2 separate regions of the Sus scrofa genome follow, and region 1 is linked to region 2. The links are chromatin contacts, called in public HiChIP or PLAC-seq maps. All regions are on one chromosome and are shown on one strand. Each heading gives the region's core, a stretch centred on a gene start, on an enhancer-like site or on the middle of the called end of the contact. The rest is flanking DNA. Distances are from core to core; before and after follow the strand shown.

Evidence for each region. HiChIP or PLAC-seq counts read pairs in DNA pulled down with a chosen protein or histone mark.
Region 1: a contact with region 2 is called in an H3K27ac HiChIP or PLAC-seq map of skeletal muscle. The contact joins two enhancer-like sites. A contact is called at or near these places in 8 of 47 Hi-C or Micro-C datasets (alveolar macrophages, embryonic fibroblasts, fetal heart ventricle and 3 more) and 2 of 2 datasets of contacts at active chromatin or transcription factors (alveolar macrophages and skeletal muscle).

Annotation. Positions count from the first base shown.
Region 1 is chr1:184,118,570-184,121,716 of Sscrofa11.1, reverse strand. SAMD4A (protein Smaug homolog 1) reads right to left here. Exons shown (of 13, transcript XM_021102232.1): 10 at 329-530. Among named protein-coding and RNA genes, the nearest start is that of GCH1, 140 kb to the left of the region's middle. Within about 2 kb of position 1,511, at least 31 of the 83 cell types and tissues checked have an H3K27ac peak or open chromatin away from gene starts, as enhancers often do. A contact at or near this core is called in embryonic fibroblasts and skeletal muscle, where this site is marked.
Region 2 is chr1:184,028,990-184,032,245 of Sscrofa11.1, reverse strand. All of the region lies in intron 2 of SAMD4A (protein Smaug homolog 1), which reads right to left. Among named protein-coding and RNA genes, the nearest start is that of SAMD4A, 120 kb to the right of the region's middle. Within about 2 kb of position 1,960, at least 27 of the 83 cell types and tissues checked have an H3K27ac peak or open chromatin away from gene starts, as enhancers often do. A contact at or near this core is called in embryonic fibroblasts and skeletal muscle, where this site is marked.

The DNA of each region.
Region 1 (3,147 bases), core at 262-2,761, 90 kb before region 2:
GAACACTGTAAATCAACTATACTTCAACAAAAATTGATTAGAAAAGAAAGAAGCCGTAGGTCTTGCATTTCTTCCTACAGGCTCCATGTGCAGGACCCCCACCGTTAAGGTGGTCATAGAGCATCCTAAAGAAATCCCTGGGAAGCCAGGTGCCACCACGGCCTTGCTTTATCCCCAGTGAAATGGTGCAAAGAGCCTCTGAGGCACAGGGACAACTGTCCTCGGTGGAGGGTCCCACCCCCAGGCCACTCCCCTCGCCTTGGGGTCATTATCTGCTGAGATGTCCTGAGCCTGGCTGGCCCACCCTCTTCCCCGGGGAGGAGCAGACCTGTCTTCCTTGTTTCATGATGGTGGGGTTGGCTGCGGTGTTGCGCTGCGTGGAGCTGACGAAGCCACTGGTGCCCAAGAGGCCAAGGCGGGCGGAAGGGACATTCCGGGCAGGGATCTGGTACTGGCGTGGGTTCCGTCTGCCCATGCCACTGCCCACAGAGCCGGCCGTCGGGAGTGAGTTGGACTGTCCAAAGCCACGACTGTGAAATCAAGCAGAGAAGAACCAAGGCCATCAGTCATCCTCAGCCCTTCCCAGCCCCTAGGTGCCTCCTTGGGGTGGGCTCACATTTTGATAGTTATGAGGACTATGGGGGTCAGGGCTCTATGACTGAAATGACAGCTTAATCTGAGCACTAATAGCACTGGGACTCTACGGTGATTCTGCAATCCTCCTGACAACCCGAGGAAGCAGGCATTCTATCCCTTTTACAGCTGAAGTAAAACAGAGAGCTTAATAATTTCCAGAGGTCACACAGCCATTAGGGTGCAGTGCTGGAATATGAGCCCAGTTTCACCAGTGGGATCTCCTTCTTCCGCTGTGTCACATGCCCTGAGCCCTCACGGGCCCAGCCTGAGGCCACACAGCAAGAAAGCGCAGCGCCAGCACCAGTGCCCCTTCCATCAGACCAAAGTCTGTTTCTCAGGTCTGGGTGGGCAGCCGACTTGCAGGAAGTGGCCTTTGAGCATAAGCTCCCCAAGAAAAAAGACGGCATCTGTCCTCATCAATCCCGAGGGGCCCATGCTTGGATAGGCTGCTGGCAGTACATGCAGGTTGAATGAATGAATGACTCGGTCTCTGCCGTCATGATTGCCTCTCCGAATAGAGGAGCAGACCCCACATTGGGGGCTCAGACTGCCAGGCTAAGACGAGGGATATGAGGATGAAGATGATGATGTTGGCAAGCGTTTTGGGCCCAGGACAGTGACCGTTCCCGGTGTCTCAGGCCCTTCCTGCATGAAGACCCTGGTTACACGCTTCGCCTGGGTCTGCGCAGGGAGGTGGCCGGGGACCCCTGGCATCAGGCTTGGACACTCTGCTCCCATTGGTCTGATGACCTCAGCGCCGAAGAACTCTTCCCCTGCAGCAGGGAGGGAGCACGGCAGCCAGCAGGGTTTCAGGAACCAGCACATTCTTTCCAAGAAGAGTCAGCTTTAGTCATTCACTGCTTTTTAAATCGAAATGCTTTACCTCCAATGGCCACAAGATGGAACAGACTTGCCTTGCACAGGGGCAAGTCACACAGGGGAGGTATGCACCAAGCCTGTGTGGAGACTCTGGGAGACAGGGCTGACGTAGTTTAACCAGAAGGTGGGGAGGGGGCTGCTGCCAAACAGTTATTTCCCGGGAAAAAGAGAGTTTTGCGTGGCGGGGGGTGGGGGGAGGCGGTGGAGAGGGGAGGGGGCGGAGCATCATCAGTACAGTTATCTCAGAAAATGTTTCTTTCCTCCCCAGAATTCCTACATTTCCAAGGAAGTGGGGGGCGGGGAAGAGAATTCCACAGTGAACTGGTGGCAACTGATTGTTGGGCTTGTGTTTTTCCACTTCTTTCCAGGCTTTTGTAGCCAAGGGGTTCCCAGTTCTGGTCAGAGGCTCATCGACTCCCAGGGTCTGGGTCTCTCTGTTTATCTTATCCTTCCTCTCACTTTTCCCTTCTCTTCCCTCCTTCTTTTGCTAAGGTTTAAAATGTTTGGTTTGAAAGAAGAAATTTGAGGCAAGAGGAATAGGAGTAATTTCACGTAATGGGAGAGTCCTCCTTTGGAGTATGGACAAGGTGACAGGTGGAGACAAGGATCACGTGGTGTTTTTTATTTTATTTTATTTTTTAACTATGAAAACTTGTTTAATTTTTGGACTCAGAATTTTGGTCACCTGGTAGATGATTCAGTATTCTGCTAAGATTTTTCCTTATTTAGTGCAGATAGCTTTTTGGCTCATTTTCCTTTTTGGTTGGATTTTTAAAAGTTATTTCATATGCAAAAACAGAGCAGTCAAGGAGTGATGCTAAAGTGATCTGTGCTTCCAGGAAGGCAAGACAGTTTTCCTAAGCAATATAACATGGGCAGGGGACTCTGCTATGGGACACTTAGCCATGGGAGAAAGGTAGACTCCTAACGTTAGGACTCATGGAGCTGATGGTAGAGCCCAGAGTGTTTTGGGAATGACCTGGATGGAGGGAGAATTTGGTTAGGCCATCTTTCTAATGATGGTGGGACCCCACTGTGCTGCCTTTAGTTGGTTATTACAAAGCCAGACTTGTTGAGGGTTGTCACTGCTGGTAACCAGAGTGAATGCCTAAGTCACTTAAGATCACTGGACTTAATGAAATAATCATTCTTTCTGGAGAGAGAACAAAATGGCAAAAGTAAGTTTTCATTTTTCTTTCTCTTGCTCAGCCCATCTGTGTCTTTCTCTGCTTTCCTAAATCTAACGAACTGATTTCATTACCTTGAAATGCATGAAAAGGCTGATAAAATAACATTAATAAGAACCAATTAATTTGGGATTTGTGATAATTCAAGCAGGGCCCAGGCTGCAGTTACCTTTGTATTATGGGAAAAGCAGGTCTTCAAAGTAAATTAATAGCATAAAAATATCCCAGAGGTAATATTTATGAGAACAAATTATTTTCTGGAGCTTTAGCAACTTCCAGTTGAACATCCACAAGCACTGATTGAATTCACTCTTATCTAATCAATGAAAGGACGTCCATCAGGGCTCCCACCTGGCAAACCCTGGGTTGGGCCAATTCAAGTGTTGGTTAATAACGCTCTAGAGAAGTCAAGGTTAACAGGAACTCTGATGTGGACCAAGGGCAA
Region 2 (3,256 bases), core at 711-3,210:
TGGAATTCTCTGGCTAGGCCTCCCCAATTAATGATAAGAAAACCCCCAACTGTAACGGAATGAAGCTAATTGTGTTGGATCCCAAGGCAGCGGTACCTCAGCTGACATTCACTGATGGACGGTCCCCATGCCAGCATTCCCCCCTCCCCGCCCCCTCCCCTGTTCCCTCAGCCCTGACCTGGACTAGCGTAGCCTACAGGGACCCGGGGCTCCGGTCTCTCAGGGGCTGCCCTCCTGACCAGGCAGACATAAGGGGACTGGGCTGAGAATCCTGGCTCTCATCCCCCACCCCCATCCCAAGATGCTAGTGTGCAAGAAAGCTTCCTTGGGACCGCCAGGGAGCTCTCCCCAAGACTAAACAGAGCCTTTGTTGGAGCTTCCCAGCCTCATCAGCCTCTAATCTCAAGTAAGTGAGTGACATTTAGCTGGAAAAGCTTCCCGGCCTCATCAGCCTCTGATCCCCAGATAATTGAGCAAGTCACCTGTCCTCACTGGTAGGTCATTTACCACTTCACTTCCCCTTTTTCACCTGGGGAGAATTGGTCAGACACCACTTTCTTTTTCTCCAGATGGTTCCCTTCGGATGCACACTCCATCTGCCTGAGAATCACAGAATTCTGGAGACAGAAGTGCCTTCAGAGACTGTCTGCCCCCCCTCCTTTACTAGGTGGGGGGCTCCCACCATTTGATTCCTCCCTGATGGTCTTCTGGGCTGAGCTACCCTCTAGCCACGGGGAGCCCACTTCCGCCATCAAAGAGAGCTGAAATTCCTGAAGCCATAATCCGCCTCTCTGCAACGTCTTCCCATTCAACAAAGGTCATTTTTTTCTGAAACTACTAAGACTAACTCTACAGGTACCTGTACACGCACGTTCATAGCAGCATTATTCACAATAACCAAAAGCAACCCCCAGATCCATCAACAGAGATGGAGCACATCCATCCAGAGGAATATCATTTAGCTTTTAAAAGGAGTTAAATTCCGACACATGCTACAACATGGATGAATCCTGAAAACATGCCAAGTGAAAGCAGCCTGATACAAAAGACAAATATTGTATGATGCCACTTATATGTGGTACCTAGACTAGGCAAATTCATAGAGATAGAAAGCAGAATAGTTGTTACCAGGAGTTCAAGGGAGGGAGATGTTATTGTTTAATGTGTAAAGAGTTTCTGTTTGGGATGCTGAAGAAGTTCTGTAAATGGAGAGTGTGATGGTAGCACAACATTGTAAATATAATTTATGTAGTAGAACTGCACACATAATTTTTAAGATGGCACATTTTATGTACTGTCTATTTTATTACAATGAACAGCTATCAAAAATGAATAAATCGACTTTTCCTTTCACAAGACAGGCATCCCCAACATTTTCTTTTTCAGGCTAAAGATCCCCAGTTCCTTCAAACGATCTTTAGATAATATGGTTTCTAGACCCCACGGCCTCTGGGCCACCCTCCTGTGGGTGCCCTCAGCATCTTTTCGTAAACCTGGTACCAGAGGTGAACAGGAGACTGTGCTGAGCCACCTCTACCCCAGTGTCTCCCTCAGAGGCACCAGCCTAACCCCCAGTCAAAAGGCACACAGAATGGGCCCCCTGACTGCCTGCTTTGGCCGCCAGAGCACAAAGGTCCACGTTCAAAAAACATGCCATGTCCCCCTGACCCTGCGCACATCACCACCCAGAGGCTGTTTCCTCAGGCCTGGATTCATTTCCCAGACAGCTGTGGGCAGCTGTGGCTGAGAAGTGAAACCAGCAGAGGCCATTGGTGGAGGGGCGGGGATGGGGGCGGGGGTAGGGGCAGCATCTCAGCTGAGCACACTCTGGCCTTTCCACAGATTTCCCCCGTTTCTTATGGGTGTTTGGCACATGGAAACGGGGCAAGCACAGGGAGCATCTCTCTCCAGGCCCGTGGGGATGCCTCCTATCAGCCACCCACCAGCAGCCTGGGGCCAGCATCACGGGGTTCAGCCACCCTGGTTGGACCAGCCTTGCTGGGTTCAAAGCCCTCATCCCTCTCTCTTGGACCATCTGGAAAAGGTTGGAAAGTTCCCTTTTGCATTTTAAAGTATGTTGAAACTGAGCAGCCTGTGTGTTGGTCTGATTCCACAAGTGAGTAATCCATTTCCTGAAAGTAAACTGCTCACCCTTTGGAAGTAAACCAGGGATTTTGGGGGTGCCATTTGGAGTGTCACTAGCTGGGTAAATATTTACTGGCACAAGCCATGGATCTTTTCTAGGAATGTCAGTTAATTTACTAAATTAATGACCCTTAAGGTGGCACCCTTAAAAGAAGTTAATTTGTCTTTTAATGGGTGAGTAATTTATGCCTCGGATGGGGTACTGGGGGGAGGGTGCTTCTCTGACTAGTTAGAATAACCACATCTAAATTAAAACCAGGCCTGAAAGTCTCTACCTTCCAACTTTTCTGGACTCCTGATTTTCTATTAAAACCTAAGCCAATGATGGGATGACTCTGGAAAACTCTGCTTTCTATGCCAATAACTTGCTTGGAGTTTCAAATGACAGGATTTGAAAAATCCCTGCCCTGTCATTCTAGTGGGCTCAGGGCTTCCATGAGAAGACCTCATATATCCCCACTTCCTAAAAAGATTGTGCCCATTGGATGTACCTGGAGACATAGCTCCCTTCCCCCTGTGTGGAACGATTCGACTTCAATCAGGTGGCAGGGAAAAGTCTTTGTGTTGATGAATAAAAAGGTGATTTCTTTTTGGCTCAAATGATCATTTAAACAATCCTTTCAAAAAGACTCCCGTGCCTCCTGATTCATGAAACAGGCAATCTGCAGGAAGTAATCTGAATTTTCAGATTAAAACTCTGCAGATAGATGAGTGTTTTCGGAGCTCTGTTGGGAAGAGGAGGAGAGCGTTGTGTGGCAGATTCTGATGTAGAAATAAATCCAGCTGAGAAGCAATTCTCTGTGGAAGCTATGGGAGTTTTTAAGGCTGATGGAGAAAAGGTCACTCTGGATTCCCAATGTCACGCTCAGCCTCCCGCCAGCACTCCTCAACCTCTCTCAGAACGAGTCCTTTTAGTAAAGAAGTTGGGAACCAGATGTGACTGTGTTGGGCTCAGGCATTGCCAGCATCCCCCTGGGGTCTTCCTAGACAGAAATGGGGGTTTCCCCAAGTCTGCGTGAACCCCAGCTCGGTTCTGTGCCTCGCACTCTGTTCTCCCTCACAACCACTGGTGCTTGGGTTTTAGGCCAACCCCGCAGTCTTCTAGGATCAG